2 separate regions of the Danio rerio genome follow, and region 2 is linked to region 1. Evidence: chromatin contacts called from public Hi-C data. All regions are on one chromosome and are shown on one strand. The core of a region is the stretch at or near the end of the contact, and the rest is flanking DNA. Distances in the headings are between cores, read along the strand shown.

The links. A called contact is a pair of places that touch in the nucleus more often than the background predicts.
Region 2: a Hi-C map of embryo shows a contact between it and region 1, with 2.8 times the contacts expected there. The contact joins the promoter of ier5l here to the enhancer-like site in region 1. A contact is called at or near these places in 2 of 18 Hi-C or Micro-C datasets (both in embryo) and 2 of 4 datasets of contacts at active chromatin or transcription factors (caudal fin and embryo).

Annotation. Positions count from the first base shown.
Region 1 is chr5:33,264,996-33,267,695 of GRCz12tu, reverse strand. No RefSeq gene overlaps it. Among named protein-coding and RNA genes, the nearest start is that of ntmt1, 140 kb to the right of the region's middle. Within about 2 kb of position 1,390, at least 11 of the 62 cell types and tissues checked have an H3K27ac peak or open chromatin away from gene starts, as enhancers often do.
Region 2 is chr5:33,410,337-33,413,036 of GRCz12tu, reverse strand. It overlaps ier5l (immediate early response 5-like), which reads right to left and starts at 1,426. Exons shown (of 1, transcript NM_199754.1): 1 at 1-1,426. The coding sequence starts at 1,292. The coding sequence ends at 375.

The DNA of each region.
Region 1 (2,700 bases), core at 141-2,640:
AAGTATTTAGACACTTTATACTTTTAAACATTCTGCCTACAAAGGCTGAGCTAATTTACCAGACAAAGACACCTACAGTTGTTTTGGATTCTCTGGTGTGCCATCATCCATAATAGCCTCAGTATCCCAGTATGTTTCCTCTTCAGGTGTTCATGTATCATATCATATTTTGGTATTTGTGTCGAAGCATTAATAACAACATTGTAACAAAGGCAAGGTACAATAATATAAAATGATAAGTCAGTTAAAAATATTGATGTTGACGATTTATCAGCAATGATTCATGGCAGTCCTAATTCTTATACATTTTCTGTTTATCACCAAATCCTGAAAAAAGTATCATGTTTTTAATAAATATATTAAGCATTTTTTTCAACATTGATAATAATGTTGTTGATGATGATGATGATGATAATAATAATAATAATAATAGCACTAATAATAAATATTATTATTATAAATGTTACTTGACCACCAAATTAGCAAATTAATTGGATTTCTAAAGCATTTTGTGACACTGAAACTTGAAGTAACGATGCTTTGAATCAAATATGTTCTTGCATCTAGCATATGTTTTATGCAGCGGATGCCCTTCCAACTGCAACCTGTCACTGGGAAACATCCACACACACTCATTCACACACATAGACTATGGACTATTTAGCTTACCCAATTCACCTGTACCACATGTATTTGGATTGTGGGGGAAACCGGAGAACTCTGAGGAAACCCACGCAAACGCAGGGAGAACATGCAAACTCTACATAGAAATGCCAACTGACCCAGCGGGGCTCGAACCAGCAACCTTCTTGCTGTGAGGCGAACGTGCTACCCACTGTGCCACCATGCAGCCATTTAAATAAATTTTGATACTTAATATTAAATATCTCACCAACTGTCGCTTTATTTTAGTGTTATTCATATGGACAGGATCTAAAATGACCTCTGATACCTGTTAAAACTGGCATTGGCGAGAGAGCAAAACGGAGGCGATAAAAACATTGTTTTATTCTCCTTTGTTCAGTCTGTTTAAATTTTATAATTATTTCCTATACATTCCTGTATTAAATAAAAAAGAGAATTGCCTATTGTATAACACAGTGGTTTGTGCTTGCCAGGAAAACGGTTCTCATCGCTAAAATACAGATGAGATGTGATGTGAATGGCCAGCCGTGTTGCTGGTGTACTGGTTAATTAAAGTAGAGGGGGTGGGTTGCTGATCAGCCCTGCTCTCAGGTGTTTCAGTGAATACAGCAGCAGCTCTGATTCCTCCGCAGTCTAGGGGGCCTCAGTGCTGTGCGGAGCTGCTTCAGTCTCTCCCCTCAGTAACGGCTGTCCTCCATGCACACAAATAGCCATCAGAGGACAATGAGAGCCATGATCCTTTGACGCCATCTGTCACTGGAGGGTGTGCACGCACAGGCTACCGAAACCAGACAAAACGCACACACACACACAGGCAAGAGGGTAGGCAGTAGTTACACAGGGAATATGCAAGGGTGGAGGACCAGTATAATTTCCTTTCTTTTCAGTTACACTACATTTTCAGGATTGACCATTTTAAAGGTTGCTTTCAACAATAAGTGGTTAAAATATAAGATGTACATACGTATCTGTATTTGACAAATGCACAGTAAAAATACTGTTGTTGAAGAGTTTTTAAAAATATATATTTATTTAAGATGTATGATGCTTGAGAAAATATAATGGGTTTATTAACGATCAACTCTTTTACATATTGTAAATATGTCCAATGGTGTGACAGCAAAAACAACAACAACAACAACAACAACAAAAAACAAACAAACAGACAAACAAACAACTTAATAATATAAAAATATCACAAGAGCGATTTATCCTTGTTGTTGAACACGTATCTTCATATAGTGCTATTTATTTGATATGAAATTATGAATCTTTTTTTCTCCATGACTTTTACTTTTTCAGTAAATAGGGGTGATAAACCAAAGGACAACAAAACTTTATCTTGGAGTGGTTTCAAAAAAGTTGATAAAATTCAGAGACGAAAACTTAACAGGGGGCGTTACGGTGGCGCAATGGGTAAAACGATCGCCTCACAGCAAGAAGGTCGCTAGTTTGAGCCCTGGCTGGGTTAGTTGGCATTTCTGTGTGGAGTTTTCATGTTCTTCCTGCGTTGGCGTGGGTTTCCTCCAGTTGCTCTGGTTTCCCCAACAAGTCCAAAGACATGCGATATAGGTGAATTTTGGTATGCTAAAATTGTCTGTAGTGCATGTGTGTAAATGAAAGTGTAAGGATGTTTCCGAGTGATGGTTGCGGTTGTTAGGGCATCAGCTTCGAAAAACATATGCTGGATAAGTTGGCGGTTCATTCCGCTGTGGCAACCCCTGATTAATAAAGTAACTAAGGTGAAAAGAAATTAAAAGAATGAATGAAACTTAACAGGTGCACATCATGGACTTCATAGGCTTCAGTCACATGATCTTCAATGGGGTCCCTCATCTAAGTATGTTTTCAGTGGAATTGGTGATGAAAAATAGCATGTTGTGTCACACTAGAGGATATTGTTTTCAATGGCAAAATGTATCATGTTCCTAAATTTTTAGAAATATATGAATTTAAAAAATATTGCGAATTACTAAAAGAGCAACTTGTAAAATTAGCTGGGCAATATGAGCTAAAATTTATATTCCACTGTCCAGAGGATATCGATTTTATCAC
Region 2 (2,700 bases), core at 177-2,676, 150 kb before region 1:
TGTGAGTAGTAATGCTCTTTTACAATACATCTTTGCGAAAGTTCCTGGGGAAGAGGAGAAAGAGAAAAGAAACAATCCACGAGCGAAACATTCAGAGACTTCCCATGTTTGTGGCCATATAGCTAGCAGTCTGCGTTGGGTTTAAGGCAACGAAATTCAACTTCGTTTGTTTGTAATATCGACATTTGTTTTAAAGGATACATCACAAGTGGTAGGCTACAACCACTGTCCGCCTCCCCCACTGAAACGAAACCAAAAACAAACCAAAAATAAAAACAGAAAGGCTTAAATAACTTTGCTGCAAAAATAAAAGTCAATTTGTCTTAGACTTTGTACAATTTCATAAAGTATCTGAATTCGCATTAACCACAGAGTCAAAAGGCTACAATAGCTCGCGTCCAAGCCCCTAAACTCGCCAGGGCTTGTTTGCTACAGAACTGTCCGTTTAAGGCTTGCTCCAAGTCCGCTTGTCTGCTCACCAGTCCCGAAAACCCCGAGCCGAAGATCGAGATGAGGTTGGAAATGTTCGACGTGTCTAAGGGCTCCGTGATCGCGTATGAGGAGTCCTCGAATTTCGCTCTTTTGCACGGCGTAAAATCCGGTGCCTCCTCGATCTCGGACACGTAGTAACCAAAGTCAAGCTTGCGTTTCTTGGCCGGGCTCTGTGCGCCCTGGCAGCACTGTTGGAGCGAAGCGCAGCAGTCCTGGTGCAAATACCCGTTCTCTACTGTGGTAACGACATGCGTGTCCAAGTCGAGCACTGTAGTTTTGTTGCAGTGCATGTTGTTTACCGGCGAAAAGTCACAGTTGGACACGGGGTAGGCTTCCGCGCAGCAGCTGCGGTAGAACGAGGGCTCCGGCGCCGCTTTGCACACCTCCTCGCTTTGGAGAGCCAGGGGCACCGAGCAGGCGCTGGCCGGCTGTATGTGCTGCGCCGCCGGTGAAGTCTGGTGACCGACGGCGGGCAGGAGCGCGCCGCAGAGGCTCGCTGACTCGCTCGCGCTGCCGCAGCAGTCCGCCGTCTGATCCTCACAGTCCTCCGCCAGATCCAGCGGGTTCAGCTCCTGGATCTCGTTGCAGACCGTCATCACCTCCTCGTACTGCTGCATCCTGTAGATCTCCGCGTACTTCTCGTTCATGTAGACCTGCCTGGCGTTCCTCAGCACATAGGAGACCAGCAGGTTTTTGTGCAGCTTGATTCCTCCTCTCTGCGTACGGGAGTTGTGGATTTTCCGTAAAGATATCGAAATCAGACTTTGTGCATCCACTGCACACTCCATGGTGTTGATCATGGTCGGGCTGCTGATGCTTTCCCACCTCTCCGACGAAGGAAACTAACTTTCTTTTAGTCAGAATCACGATATTTCGTTCGGGGACGAAGGCTTAAGTCAGCTCTGTGGAGAAACATTGAACGCGGTCGTTTCTGCCTCAACGTGTGAGCGTAGGCAATCATTAGCCTGCGCTTGCTGCCATAGTATATATATGGCGGAGAACTTTACGCCCACTTCGCCAGCGGCCAATCAGAGGCCCAGAATGCCGTTGAGTGACAAGCGGATTCCTCTCAGAGGTTTTGATCTTGTCCAATCACAGAGAGGCGGTTCTTCTGTGCTATTCAAATTCCAAACTGACTTTACCAAACTGGAATGTTCTCATGAGGCGCATTGTACATCGGAGTGCGCGCTCTTGTCATGTGTGCCGGAGAGACAACTTGAAGGATGTCACACAAGTTTACAAACTTACTGAAAACTACATTTAAAAACAACAAAGCACTGCATGTTTCACATGCACGGGCTGAAATAATAATAAAAAAACTTGATTAAATTATTAAAAATAATAAATTATTAGATGAGAAAAAATAACTTTTCAAGATTATACTCTAAATTATACGCGCGCATACTTGAATGCAAACCATGTAAACGAATTAGTATGTAACTTTAATTACAGGTCAGTGAAAAAAAGGAGAAAAAAACATTAAAGTGTTGAATTATTCAATCTTCGTGATAAATAATAACTATTAACGTTATTATGCGTGCATTACATATACTTTTGTCTTATTTTAAGTTTCAGTTCTATGCATTCGTATATTTCAAGCTAAAGCAATGATAAAAAGTGTTAATTATGTGAAAAATAATTTAATATAATGTAACGTAAAATAATATAATGTAAAATGATATATTATAATATATAAAAATTATAATATAATATACTGTATAATACTATAATGAAAAATAAAATATTATAATATAATTTATAATAATATAATATAATGTAAAATAATATAATGTAAAATAATATAACATAATATAATATAAAATATTATAATATAATATAATGTAAAATAATATGATATAAAATAAAATATTATAATATAATACGATGTAAAAATATATAATATATTGTAATATAATATAATATAATGTAAAATAACATAACATAACATAAAATATTATAATATAATATAGAGTAACGCAGTGCCACAGTAGGTAGTGCTGTCGCCTCACAGCAAGAAGGTCGCTGGTTCGAGCCTCGGCTATTTGAGTTGGCGTTTCTATGTGGAGTTTGCATGTTCTCCCTTCATTCGCGTGGGTTTCCTCTGGGTGCTCCGGTTTCCCCCACAGTCCAAAGACATGCGATACAGGTGAGTTGGGTAGGCTAAATTGTCCATAGTGAATAAGTGTGTGTGGATGTTTCCCAGAAATG